2 separate regions of the Mus musculus genome follow, and region 2 is linked to region 1. A link is a contact called in public promoter capture Hi-C data. All regions are on one chromosome and are shown on one strand. The core of a region is the stretch at or near the end of the contact, and the rest is flanking DNA. Distances in the headings are between cores, read along the strand shown. Region 1 holds the start of Rps5 (ribosomal protein S5). Region 2 holds the start of Calm3 (calmodulin 3).

What was found. Promoter capture Hi-C pulls out the DNA fragments that hold promoters and counts their contacts.
Region 2: a contact with region 1 is called in a promoter capture Hi-C map of cranial neural crest. The contact joins the promoter of Calm3 here to the promoter of Rps5 in region 1. A contact is called at or near these places in 3 of 39 promoter capture datasets (cranial neural crest, maxillary cranial neural crest and second pharyngeal arch cranial neural crest).

What each region holds. Positions count from the first base shown.
Region 1 is chr7:12,917,517-12,924,646 of GRCm38.p6, forward strand. Rps5 (ribosomal protein S5) reads left to right here and starts at 4,795. Exons shown (of 6, transcript NM_009095.2): 1 at 4,795-4,872; 2 at 5,457-5,565. The coding sequence starts at 5,458.
Region 2 is chr7:16,919,901-16,927,311 of GRCm38.p6, forward strand. It overlaps Calm3 (calmodulin 3), which reads right to left and starts at 4,132. Exons shown (of 6, transcript NM_007590.3): 1 at 3,941-4,132. The coding sequence starts at 3,943. Gm45972 (predicted gene, 45972) reads left to right here and starts at 1,773. Exons shown (of 3, transcript NR_165470.1): 1 at 1,773-1,990; 2 at 2,515-2,662; 3 at 3,540-4,618.

The sequences.
Region 1 (7,130 bases), core at 3,545-6,044:
CCAGGTTTTCATAGTGTGCTTCAGGACAGCCAGGGCTACATAGAGACCCTGTTTTAAAAAATCAACAAAAAAGAACCCTAAACTAAAACAACTTCTCATGACTCCAGGTATTTATTGGCTTGTGGCTACATCACTCCAATCTCTGAGTCTACAGCCTCATGACCTCTCTATCATCCACTCCTTCTGCCTCTTCTCTTCCTCTTCCCTCTTCTTACTACAGTTCCTTCCAAGGAGAAGATGTATGCAGTATCTACCTATTCTTCTAAGGTTCCAATGGCAAACCAAGGCACATTCCACCAAACCCACTCTAGGGAACCAGTATGTGTTTATTGGATTTCCTTACAAAGCACAAGTGAGGGGTTACTGTTACTTACAAGGCTCCTCCCACAACAGGCCCCCTCTGAAAAGTTTTTATCCAGTAGAAAGGAATGTTTCCCCATAGTCATAGCTGCACAGAGAGCCTTCCTCCCCCAGCCTTCCTGGCCTATATATGCCAGCCTCTCCAGGACCACATGCAATTGAGACAGAGTTACATACAACTGTATACCTAGTTGAAAGTCCTATGATCCTTCCCACCCTTCCATGATGGAGGGTAAACAGTCAAGTCTGGATTGTCTAATCCTTCTGCAAGGGAACTCTGCTGAACACCTCAAAATAGTGGTTTTTTTGGCTCACGGATGGCCAAACACAATACCTCTCCCCCAACCCCTTTTTGGGGGATGGTGGTGCTGGGAATCTAACAGCTTCTTATATGATAGGCAGTCTCTTATAAAGACTGCCATTTAATTTAAGGCCCATCTCAATAATCTAGGTTAATTTTGTCATGAGAGCCTTACATCTGTAACTATCCTAGGCCAAAAATGTCAGTCTTAATATTAGAACAGGAACAGACCTTGGGGGCTGGGGGGTGGGGGCACCCACCTAGACAGAAAATGATAGCCAGGCCAGAGTGAATGATGATGATTGATCTGTCGTGGATGGGAGGCCAAGTTTGGGATTCATCTCTACCAGCTGGCTGGACTTATCCAATATCCCACACATTCTAAACTACATGAAAATCAGGTTAATGATTTAAACAAACACCCAAGGATCATCAGCAAAGCCCATAAGAGGCCAGCATGAGACAGGAAACTGTAGGAATGCAAGACTGTAGCCCTGACAACAAAGTAGCTAACCAACAACACCCTGATGTTTTCCACTAACAAGCTCCCAGGCCTTAGAACAAATGACTCCAATATGTAAGTCCAATTCAGGTCATAAAATTTAGCACATAGCCAAGCGTGGTGGCACACGCTTTTACTACCAGCACTTGGGAGGCAGAGGCAGGCAAATTTCTGAGTTAGAGGCCAGCCTGGTCTACAGAGTGAGTTCCAGAACAGCCAGGGCTACACAGAGAAACCCTGTCTCGAAAAACCAAAATAAGGAAGAAAAAGAAAGAAAAGAAAAAACAAAACAAAACAAAGAAACAACAACAACAACAACAACAAAAAACCTTAGCACATAGACACCACCACCTGCAAAAACAGAAATCCACCAAAATCCATAGTTCTGGGAAAGTCTCTAAATGTACTAAACTTGCTTTTTGGCTTCTGTAGTTAAGTTCCACTTCTGACTTTCTGTTCTTGTTAAATTAAGTATATTACACCAGGATATAGCTTTTGTGCTTAAAAGCTTACCCTGAAAATAGGGCTATTCTGGGATCCCAAACACCCAGTGTAGTTCCCCCTCCTGGCTAATACTTTCTTTCTTTTTTTTTTAAATTTGGGCTGGTGAGATGGCTCAGTGGGTAAGAGCACCTGACTGCTCTTCCAAAGGTCCAGAGTTCAAATCCCAGCAACCACATGGTGGCTCACAACCATCCATAATGAGATCTGACTCCCTCTTCTGGAGTGTCTGAAGACAGCTATAGTGTACTTACATATAATAAATAAATCTAAAAAAAAAAAAAAAGATTTATTTATTATATATAAATACACTGTTGCTGGCTTCAGATACACCAGAAGAGGGCATCAGATCTCATCACGGATGGCTGTGAGCCACTATGTGGTTGCTGGGATTTGAACTCAGGATCTCTGGAAGAGCAGTCAGTGCTCTTAACTGCTGAGCCATCTCTCCAGCCCTAATAAAGACTTTCTGGGGAGCCCAGGCTGGAGCTAAACATCATGCTTTTAAAGATGAAGACAACCTAAGCAAGACCTACAAGGTCTCCATTTAGCCCGAAGAAAGTTAACACCAGAAGCCCAAGACCTATGGGAGGGATACTCTAGCTCTTTCCAAGAATTTCTTTTTTCTTCTTCTTCTTTTTTTTTTTTTTTTTTTTTTTTTTGGTTTTTCCAGACAGGGTTTCTCTGTATAGCTCTGGCTGTCCTCGAACTCAGAAATCCGTCTGCCTCTGCCTCCCCAGTGCTGGGATTAAAGGCGTGCGCCACCAAGTGCCTGGCTCTTTCCAAGAATTTCTAAGGGTGGGAGCTGGAGAGATGGCTCAGCAGTCATTCTTAAAGTTTCCATCCCTAGCACCCACCTCAGGTTTATAAACCACCATAACCCCAGCTCCAAAGGATCTATCACATTTTTCTGGCCTTCTTAGACCCCATGTACACATGCTTTACTTACGGGGAAAAATTTTTTTTAAAGAATTTTAAGGGTGCTGATTGTAACGATGCATTCCTTTAATCACAACTCTAGAGAGCCAGAGTCAGGCAGATCAATGAGTTCAAGGTCAGCCTGGTCTAAAGAGCAATTTGAAAGCCAGCCATGACTACATAATCGGACTTTGTCTCAAAATACTAATAACAATGCTATTGGTTTTGGTTGGGAGTTTGTTTGTTTGTTTTTGTTTGTGGTAGAATCTTATGTAGCCCAAACTGGTCATAAACTCACTATGGAGTGGAAGGTGGCCCCGAACTTCTGGTCCTCCTGCTTCCAGCTCCCAAATGCTGGTAAGCAAACTTAATTTTATCTGTGCAAATCAATTTCTGCAGCATTTCTCTTTTTTTTTTTTTTTTTTTTTTTTTTTTTTTGGGTTTTCGAGACAGGGTTTCTCTGTGTAGCCCTGGCTGTCCTGGAACTCACTCTGTAGACCAGGCTGGCCTCGAACTCAGAAATCCGCCTGTCTCTGCCTCCCATGTGCTGGGATTAAAGACGTGCACCACCACTGCCCGGCTACAGCATTTCTCTTAACCTATGGCCCATATTCAGGAGCCCCTCATCTGCCCTCTGTCACCTAGTAGGTAATACGGAGTCTATAAAAACATCCATTATCAATCACTGTAGTGCAATGTCAGCTTTCAAAGATAAGTAGGGTGATACCCCCAACAACAACGATAAAATTAGGTAAGATTCCCGAAATCCCAGTTTTCCCTCCCTCCACACACACAAGGTATGAACTGAGATATAGAGAAGAAAACGGGGTGAGAATCTCTCTTCTCTCTCTCTCCCTCCCTCTTTCCTCTTCTCTCCTCTCCCCTCCCTTCTCTCCTTATGTTTGTTGACACCTTTCCTCTCTTCTCTTCTCTCTCTCTCCCTCCCTCCCTCTTTCCTCTTCTCTCCTCTCCCTTCCCTTCTCTCCTTATGTTTGTTGACACCTTTCCTCTCTTCTCTCTTCTCTTCTCTCTCCCTCCCTCCCTCCCTCTTTCCTCTTCTCTCCTCTCCCTTCCCTTCTCTCCTTATGTTTGTTGACACCTTTCCTCTCTTCTCTCTTCTCTTCTCTCTCCCTCCCTCCCTCCCTCTTTCCTCTTCTCTCCTCTCCCCTCCCTTCTCTCCTTATGTTTGTTGACACCTTTCCTCTCTTCTCTCTCTTCTCTTCTCTCTCCCTCCCTCCCTCTTTCCTCTTCTCTCCCTCCTCTCCTTATGTTTGCTGACACCTTTCCTCTCTTCTCTCTCTTCTCTTCTCTCTCCCTCCCTCCCTCCCTCCCTCCCTCTTTCCTCTTCTCTCCTCTCCCCTCCCTCCTCTCCTTATGTTTCATCCCAGCAGTTGGGAGGAGCAGAGGCAGATGAATCAGCCTGGTCTAAAGAGCGAGTTCCTGGACAGCCGGTGCTACAAGGAGAAACCCTGTCTCCAAAACAAACAAACAAACAAACCCACCCCTGGGGGTGAACCTGCTGGCAAGGTCTCTCCCTTATTAGTACCAAATCACTGGGATCTCAGATAAGTAAGTCACCTAGGAGATCCCCGGGCTGCCAACCCCTCCAGGACTCCCCTCTATGTATCCCTCCCCGGGGAGGTTCACGAATGGCGGTCGGAATCTACTGTCCGCGATTGAACCTGAGGAAAAAAAGCCCAGACAAGCGTGGCCAGAGTGATTAAAAAGGAAGTGATCCCATACCGGAAGCCTGGGACCCGCCGAGCATGGCTTGCGGGAGGGGAGAGGGTGGGGCCCGTGCTTGTGAACCCGGATCGGTGGTAACCACAGGACCCGACTCCATTATTTTGGTGAGAAAATGTGAGCCGAGCTGGTTGCCCTAGCTAAGAATCCACCGTCCATGGTTCCTGGGTTTTGCAGCCTAATTACGGAGAGCGTGGACTGGACGTCAGCACTACTTAGATATGGCGGCGTCGGTCTCACCAAAGTTTCTGCGCATGTGCGCCGACTCAGAAGCCTAGCTAGTACTTCAGAGGTCCGCCAGAAGACGGGCGTGGCGCTGTTTCTAAAAGTGCGCATGCTTTACCCGGCTCAAAGGGCGCCTCTCATCCTAGCGCTTGATTGGTTGGTGAGCACGCTGTTTTCATCTGCGCGTGCGTCTCTACCTCTGACCCGGAAGTTTTCGCTTTGCATAAAAGCGCTAGTCCGCTGCGCGCGGCCTCTTCCTGTCTGTATCAGGGCGGCGCGTGGTCCACGCCGAGCGACTGAGAAGCCCAGTCTGCGCCCTCAGGTGAGGCTGCGGAGGGACACGGAGTTCAGAAGAGGTGACCATGAGTGTTCTAAGGCACATCTGGGGGGCCGGAGGCCGAACCTGAAGCCTGGGCGTGACCGCTTGGATCTCACCGTTTCTCTGCGAAAAAGGGTGCCTAGGGAAACTCGGCACGGGCCGAGTTAGTCTTCGCCTCTTGTTTGCACTGTTTTGACTTCATACTTTGCACACACGGGACTCCAGGGAAATCACTTGGGTCATATACCATAAACATAAATCTAGGTTTGCTTAGTTTTGTGATGACTCTTTTGCTCAGTACACGTTCTAAGTGCACAACGGAAATCTGATGGGAGCTGATGAGTATACGGCTTCATGAACCATCATACTGTGGTCCATGTACCAGCTGATTAGCGGGGTGACTGCCGAGTTACTTTAGAATCCTGAGTGGTTTTCCTGGGTTTGGAGAGCTGTTCAAAGCTTTCTGGGTCTCCCCTTCATGTCCCAGTTTGCCACAAAGTGAGAGTTCGTCTGAAGAGTTTGGGGTCAGAGTGACTGCTCCAGCATGTCTAGGCAGTAACGGTTTCTTGCCATTCTCCTGTCCCCAGGATGACTGAGTGGGAAGCAGCCACACCAGCGGTGGCAGAGACCCCTGACATCAAGCTCTTTGGGAAATGGAGCACTGATGACGTGCAGATCAACGATATTTCTCTGCAGGTAAAAGGAACTTAATGATTGTTCTTTGTGATGATTTTTTTAATTGAGACCAGGTGTGGATGAGCTTCTAGTTCAGAAAAGGGCATAAAACAACCAGTGGATGTACAAGACAGGTAGAAGAGCAATAACTGGACAGCTACACCCACGCCTAATACAAACTGGCACTAAAAGATGTTAGAGTGTGGTTTTTATCCCGTATTTTTCTAATCGTGTGTCTCTTGAGACAGAGTCAGGGTCTTGCTGTGTAGCCCTTGCTGGCTGCCTGGAGCTCTTTGAGATCTTGCCTCTGTCTCCCATGTGCCACTACACCTGACTTGATGTCCCCTTTCGTTTGTATATTCAGTTAGTGGGTATCAATTGAAAAGATGGCTTTAGTCAACTGAACCATGTTGGCACCCTTGTCAAAAGCAGTTGGTAAGCTGCTATCAGCCTACAGCAAGAGGAATTTGAGTATGAGACCAGTTGGTGCTATGAATGTTCCCTGCTGCCCTCCCCTGAAAAATGTCAGTTGGCTATGGGTACTGTTATGGCTAAGTTAGTATGGGAGCTATTTGCTTTGCCCTCATAACCCATTTTGAGGTAATCTCATATAGCTGAGACTGGCCTGAAACCCTGTCTAGTGGAAAAAGCTAATATCTGCATTCTGTCCCGAGTGCTGGGATTGAAGGTATATATCACCATTCCAAGTTTATCCCACTACTTGACATTGAACCCAGGGCTTTTTACAAAGCAAGCACCCTACCAACTCAGCTATATCTTTCGGCCCAGTTGTCTATTTTGTTCAAAGGAATTAAAGTATGTCTACTGTCTGTAAAGATACCACAGAATGAGCTTGTAAGGTGGTTCAGCCTATAAAGACAGTTACCACAAAGCCTGACAATATAAGTTTAATCCTTTGAATCCAAGGTAGAAGAATAGAACTGACAGCTGCAAATTGTCCCCTGACTTGCGTACATGCCCAAAATAGAAGGGAAAAAGAAACAGCAGGACCTAGGCATTAATCTAAAAGATTTTCAGTCTTGTCTAGTGAGTGTTTAGTTTACTTTGTGAGTTTATTTGGGGAGGTCTGCAATCCTTTTTGTGTTAGCGATTAGAGCCAGGGCTTTTTCACATGCTAGGCCAACACACATTGTTACTGAGACACAGTGTGTACACACTTCGAACTTCTTAGGCAACAGGTAGGTTAATAAATGTGGTTTTGTCTCACAGGTGGTCCAGAATAATCTGTCAAGTGCTGGTGTGCTGCCAAGTGTCCTTAAACTACACAGGACAGCCCTCCCTTCTTTGAGGAGTCCCAAGTGTCCTTAGCATCTTGAATCAATGGTGTGTGCATTTAAGCCCAGCACTCTGGCAGATCTCTAAGTATAGGACCACACTGTACTACATAGTGAATTCCAGGGCTACATGGGAGACTCTTTAAAAAATATCCATACTGAGCCGGGTGTGGTGGCGCACGCCTTTAATCCCAGCACTTGGGAGGCAGAGGCAGGAGGATTTCTGAGTTCGAGGCCAGCCTGGTCTACAGAGTGAGTTCCAGGACAGCCAGGACTACACAGAGAAACCCT
Region 2 (7,411 bases), core at 2,882-5,381, 4.0 Mb after region 1:
ACAGTGTCTGCGCTGCTCAGGTTTTACTCCGGGAGCCCCAGAGGCTGCTGCCCTAGAGGCCTCATCAAGCACTCTAGAAGGCTCCAAAACAAAACAGGCCAGTCACTGTGGGTAGGGCAGAGAGAAGCCGTGTGGGGCCGTCTTTGCCAGTTTCTCTGTCACCTATCTGGGGGTACTAGGCCCAGGCACTGTGCCTCCAAGTGGCAAGATCTCTTTTAATTGGTGTTTCCAAGTTGCTCCAGGGCCTTAGAGAACCCAGGTTAGGCAAGAGGCGGCTCTCCCTGCTTACATGCAGAGTAGATGCAGCACGGCATCCCGCTCTGTTACTTTTAGACAAGAGGGCCAAGTGGCAGGGAGGGACTGCAGCAAGCAGCAATGGTGGCAAAGAACTCAAGTCTGCTTGGGCTTTGGCCTTCCAGGTTCAGCACTGCAGATTTTAACCCTTTCTAGTCTGGACTACTTGAGGCGTAGCCAGCCATGGCAGACAGTCCTGCTGTGTCTAGGGTTTCCCGACACAGCTCTCAGCTTTTCCTTCACTGGAACCCTGGTTATGGTTATGGTTATGGTGGGGTGTGGCAGTGCAGAGGGAGGGGCAAAACGAGAGCTGGATCCCAACTGCAAGCTTCCAATAGTTAATAAGGCCAGTTTTCTTTGTCTGTGCGGATCTTGCCCCCAATATACATATACGTATACGCATACGCATACGTATATGTGTATGTATATATATATATATATATATATATATATATATATATATATCCTCTGCCCTGGGGTCACTGTAGTCCACATGATGCTGCCTTCCTTTTCCCATGAAGGCAAAAGGTACCAAGGCCACAGCAGGATCCTGGCCTGAGCTTGCAAGTCCCTGAAGCCGAAGTGAACTATGGCAGTAGCGTGCATCATTTTACTAAGGCTCTGGAGGTCTCAGCTGAGGCTACAAACTATCGCCTGCCCCTAACCCTTGAGCTGCTTTTAAAAACAATAATCCACATCCCTCCACATTCTATATTCATAAGTGATGCAATGGGGGCAGGGGTATTGTCTAATCTAGACGAAGAGAAACTAGAGACCAAGTCCCAAACAGGCCGTGTCGGAGGAGGATCAGTGACGAGAACAGATGGGAGATGCCTGCAGAGGGGATGGGCGGAGGAGAAGGAAGGTGCAAAGAGATGGTAAAGGCCAAACGGACAGCCTTCTGCACAGCTATCAAGACTGACTCAGAGTAGTGGGCTTCCTAATCCTGGCCTTGTGGCCTGGGCCAAAGGGCCCTTGTTCTACCTACCCCCCCCGCACCCCCCCAGGGATGATCAGGCCCACCCCCTGGTTCTGACACCCGAGGACACTGCTGCTGGCTGCGCCCAGAAAGTGAGAAGAGAATGGGCTTCTGGTTCCCAAGGCCAGCCTGTGCTGGGGGAGGGGAGGAAGAGGCCGAGGAGCAGTGGGGAGGACGGCTATGGAGTCCATCTGCTTTTCATTCTCTTCCACAGGCCTAGGCTGGGAAAAGCCAGCCCACTCAGGGACCTTCCCATCACACAGTGCGGTCTGCAAGAAGCCCTGTTCCCTTCCCCTCTTGGTGACACTGAAAGGTGGTGGGAGCAAAGAGGCCAAGGCAGGTTGTGGACGGAATGGCCAAGGGTGGCTCCGGAGTCTGCTATGTGCCACTTCTCCCCAAAGAGCTGGAAGCTGCAGAGGCGGCACTGTCACGGTTGCTGCAAATAGGCGTGGCTCTGGCTCTGTGGAGGGCCTGTCAGACACTCTCCCTGACATCCAGGAGCCCTTTCCCCTGCTCCACCAAGGAAAGGCCGCAGATACCACAGCAGGGCTGCTGGCCTGGGAAACTGATGGCCTACGAAGCAAGACTGCCTGCCGCTGGTGGCCCTTCCCAGCTTAGATCGTTAGCTTTCACCGCACAATAAGCCACTTGTCTCCAGTTTTCCAAACCTTCATCTCAGGCTCCAGAGAGGGGCTGGACAAGCCAAATCAGCTTGAGGTGAGGAGGGAAGAGGGGATTATTTCTCAGGCTTGCCCCAGCCCCCAGCAGGTGCCAGAAAGCAATGTTAAATGAGCTCAGAAACCAAGGCCAGGGCCCCTCACCCAGGGCCAAGGAGGAGCCACAGAGCTCAGGCCAAAGTCCAGGGCCAGTTACCAGGGACTCTTCCTTCCACACCTTGCTGGATACAAACAGGAAGAGAAAACCTGGTCAGGGCCAAAGCTGGGACCCTCCTTTGGAGGTGGGGAGTGGGGGTTGCTGGCAGCTGCCCAAGCTGTAGGGCCCCTTTAGCAAGGTTCTGCTGGGGGGCGGGGGGAATGGGGTGGCGGCAAGAAGAGCCCTCAGGTCTGTGTCAGCAGTATGAGATCTGATACGTGGTGGCGGCTGCCTGTCCTCCCCAGCTTTGCCAGGGAGGGTGGTGCACGCGGTTCCCAGCCTGAGGCTGGGGGAGGGGGGATGGTGGGGAGGGCTGGGGGTGTTGTGGGTGGCAGGACCAGAGGAGAAGTAATCTATTTTGCTTCTAGAAGCTTTAGCTTTGGGCGCTGGGGAAGAGGCCTGGAAAGAACAAGTGGCCCTTGAGTCAACGAGAGGGTCCTTGGAGGTCTTCTCTGGACAAGCACTGCAGCCCCCGCCCTGAGGGATGGAACTGGGCATCTGTCACTGACCCAAACGGTACTGTATTGCGCTGTCATTTGGCACAGTGAGGAGAAGCAGGTGCATGAAGCTGGAGGAGAAAGGCAGCCCTCCTAGCCTGGAAGGGACAATGAGGGGGCCAAGCTTCCTGGCTTAGCCATCATTTGATGCACCCCAAACTTTGACCCCAGTCCTGTATCATGCAGCTTCAGTGCGCAATAGGGCCCTGAACAACTCCGCCCACCTGCTCCCACTGCCTCAGTGCCTTCAGCCTGGCCCAGCCCCATTCTTGCCAAGGCAAAGGGAGCACACAGCTACTCCTTCAGGTCCTCTGCTGCAGCCCATGACCAAGCCCGAGTCATCAGCCTTTGTGTCGGGACCTTTCCCCGGAGACACCCACCTCTAAACCTAGTCCTACCTCAGCCACCATTCATTGTCTCCTACACTTCTCTAGAAGGCTGTCCAACCTCACCCCCACCACCCAAACTCAAGTCCTTCCCTAGCCCTCACCTTGGAAACCCCGTTTTTTCTCTGACCCAAACAAAACACGCCTTACAAACCCCAACCTCTCTTTCTAGTGCAACAACCTAGACCTCAGAATCCTTCCTAGCTACCCCCAACCAAGTTCTCCACAAGGCTCCCTGGTTCCCCACACTACCCGTGATCACATCCCCACTCCTTTAAAAACATTTCTGCGACCCCCAACTCTCCTCAGTCCCCTTCTGGGTCCTCACAGGCTCCAAGAGCATCTTCTAGCCTCTGCTGCCACCCACCTCGGGCTCCTCCTTACCTCAGCCTGCACCTGACCCTTCTCCTCTTCCTCCTCCTCTTGGCAATGCTTGTCCTTGGAGACCCCTCCCCCACCGGGGTCTACAGTGCACAAGTGACCCAGGATCCCCATCTATCCTCTCTGCAGAACACTCCCTAGGAACCGACCGGTCCCCCTCTCCGCTACCCACAGCCACCCCTCTAGGAGCAGCCTCCTGCATTCCTCCAGGACCCAAAGCCTTCATCGCCGGCGTTTCCTATTTCCTCCTCCCGGGGACCGGGTAGATGTGATTCTAAAACCAATCGCCCGGAGAGGGATCCGAATGCTGCCTGGGAGGTGGCGGGGGTGGGGATGTCCTGGAGCTCCTCATTTGAAGCCTCAGACTGTCTGTTTGGGGGTCCTACCAATTCCATCTGCTGCTAAAACCGCTTCTAGAAGTCCCAAGGGCCGCATGGGAGGTCCCGAGGGGCCCGGCCTCTCCCTCCCAGGGTTCGCTCGCCATCTCCGGGATGGGGGGGTCTCCACCCGACTTCAGCCGCCTCACTCACCATGGCGAGGCACCGGTATCCGGAGCTCGGGGATCGAGGTTACTCTGGCGGCGGCAGCAGCTGCAGCAGCTCGAGCTCCGCCGCGCGTCCGCGCCTCCACACTCTTTGCCCGCAGCGCGCGCCACCGCCGCCGCCGCCCGCCCCAACGGTCCCTCAACGGCCGCCGCGCGCGCCCCGCCTCGCCCGGCCCCGCCCCAGACGGCTCGCGCGCTCCCGCTGCACTGCGGCTTCCTACGGATCCCTTCGCGTCAGGCTCGTGCGGCTCGCCCCTTCCACAGAGCCCAGCGAATCTGCTGCCGCACGGGCACGCGCACGCGCGTTCCCCACCGCGGGGACTACTTTCGCTCTCGGCGCTCTCGGCCCCTTGCATCCGCTCCGCTTTCCTCTCTGGCGGAAGGGCACCGGTTTACGGAGAGTGACACGTCTCTGTGTGAGCCACGCCGCTATTGGACCCGCCTCGTGGCGGAAATGAGAACGCAACTCCGATTGGTCCGGCCTTCCCTGCAATGCGTCAAACTGGGGCGAGCCACCGCGCGGTGTGCGGGGGGCAGCACGACCTGTGTGGCTCTGTGGAGCCGCGAGGAATAGAGGGGCTAAGACGGAAACAGGGTGGATGTTGGAGAAGCAAATACGTTGTCTCTATGGCTCGGAAATAAAAATGGGTTGGGGGAAGAAGCAGAAGGACTTTCTTCTCTCTCCCTTTGAGCAGATACAAGATGGTTTAATCCAAAATCGTGGGGTCTAGGAGCCTGGCCTGAACCGGCTCTTCACAGTGGTTGGCTCTTCAAGGTTCCGCTGGTCTCCTGAAGGTTCCACCCTCTACGCGTACAATTTGCTGGGATGGCTGAGTGGGTGAAGGCGCTTGCAGGCAAGCTAGAAACTGTGAGTTCGATCACCGGAACTCACGTGGTGGTTTGGAGAACAGACTTCCACAAAGAATTGTCCTCGGACTTCCACATGCGCGCTGTATAAATAAGTTCAAACAAACAAACAAACACAAATCTAAAACACGCACAAAAGCAACATGTGGGGATCTGGACTTGACTCTTGATCTCAGGATCTGTACCCAGAACAATCTCTGGATGCAGAATGTTTTCATTCATTCATTCATTCATTCACTCATTCAGCCAATTAAACATGAATTGGGCACTGCTGTCTGCACAGATCTGGTGCCGGGCTGTGCTGGTGACATCACACTTCTCAACCATTCTCTTGTCACCTAGACAGTGTGACTCACTTCTTATTCTAGGGATTCCAGGCACAGAAAGAAAAAGAACTGTTGCTAAGGGCACCTGAGACAACTGTATTGTATACCATAGTGTATATACTGTACATTACTGTACAGAGCCCTCGTATAGGATGGGAGTTGGCATTTTCTTCCTTCCTTTATTTATTTATTTATTTATTTATTTATTTATTTATTGAGACTGTGTAGCCCTGAGCCCTGGTTGGCCTTCAGAATCAAAGGCATGCATCGACACTCCAGGGCAAGAACTGACAGAGAAGGGGGGTGGGGGGAGAGAGAGAGAGAGAGAACTTCTAGGGTCAGAAAACTTTTTTTTTTTTTTTTTGGTGGGGAGGGAGAGACTGGGAGAATATAGTCTTTCTGTAAATGCCGCCTGTGGACATCTCTTAAATCTGCTCTCAGGAAAGAAAATGTGTCTAGTGCAGAAGGAAATAAAACTGATAGAGCAGAGGCAGAGAGGAGGGAGGATCTTGTTGACATTGGTTTAAATGTCTGCAACCTGTAAACTGAGATTTACAACCTGTAGGTCTTGACCCCCTTGTGGCTTGCATATCAGATATCTTGCATATCAGATATTTACATAATGACTCATAACAGTAGCAAAATTACAGGTTTGAACTAGTAATCAAACAATTTTTTAAAAGATTTTTATTTATTTATTACACACAGTGCTCTGTCTGCATGTATGCCTGCAGGCCAGAAGAAGGCACCAGATCCCATTACAGATGGTTGTGAGCCACCATGTGGGTGCTGGGAATTGAACTCAGGACCTCCAGAAGAGCAGTCAGTGCTCTTAATCTCAGAACAGTATCTCCAGCCCACAATGAAATAATTTTATGATTTGGAGTCCCCAGTACTTGTATGGGGTTTTTGCAGCATTAGGAAAGTTGAGAACCACAGACTTAATGACATTAAAATGTGTTCTCTCTTTTTTTGAGTCAGGGTATCTTAGTTTGGTTTCTATTTCTGTAATAGAGGCCATTTCTAAAACCAGCTTGGGGGAAGAAAGGGTCTGTCTTAGTCAGGGTTTCTATTCCTGCACAAACGTCATGACCAAGAAGCAAGTTGGGGAGGAAAGGGTTTATTCGGCTTACACTTCCATACTGCTGTTCATCACCAAAGGAAGTCAGGACTGGAACTCAAGCAGGTCAGGAAGCAGGAGCTGATGCAGAAGCCATGGAGGGATGTTCTTTACTGGCTTGCTTCCCCTGGCTTGCTCAGCCTGCTCTCTTATAGAACCCAAGACTACCAGCCCAGAGATGGCACCACCCACAATGGGCCCTCCACCCTTGATCACTAATTGAGAAAATGCCTTACAGCTGGATTTCAAAGAGGCATTTTTCTCAAGGAAGGCACCTTTCTCTGTAATAACTCCAGCTTGTGTCAAGTTGACACCCAAAGCCAGCCAGTAGAAGTCTGTTTAGCTTACAGGCTACAGTCCTTTGCTTTTGTTTTTGTTGTTTTGTTTTTTTGAGACAGGGTTTCTCTGTGTAGCCCTGGCTGTCCTGGAACTCAATTTGTAGACCAGGCTGGCCTCGAACTCAGAAATCTGCCTGCCTCTGCCTCCCCAGTGCTGGGATTAAAGGTGTGTGCCACCACGCCTGGCTTGCTAAAGTTCTTCTTGAAGGAAAGGCAGGGCAGGAACTCAGGGCAGGAACCAGGAGGTAAGAGCTGAAGCAGAGACCATGGAGGACCCCTGCTCCCTGCTTGCTCCTTATGGCTTGCTCAGCCTGCCTTCTTAGGGCGTTCTGAACCACTTGCTCACACAGATCATCAATCCAGGAGACTCCCCAAACGCTTGCTCACAGGCCAATCTGATAGGGGGATTTTCTCAATTGAGGTTCCCTTTCTCAGATGAATCTAGCTTGTGTCAAGTTGCAATAAAACTAACCTGTACACAGGGTCTTACTATGTAGCCCGGGCTAGTCTTGATTCTCCTGCCTCAGCTTCCTCAGTGTTGGGATTGCAAGCACATACCATTAGTGTATAACTCTTTTTTAAAATTTTATTTATAAGCTGGGCGTGGTGGCACACACCTTTTTTTTTAAAATTTATTTATTATATGTAAGTACACTGTAGCTGTCTTCAGACACTCCAGAAGAGGGCATCAGATCTCATTACAGATGATTGTGAGCCACCACGTGGTTGCTGGGATTTGAACTGGGGACCTTCGGAAGAGCAGTAGGCACTCTTAACCACTGAGCCATCTTGCCAGCCCCCGGCAC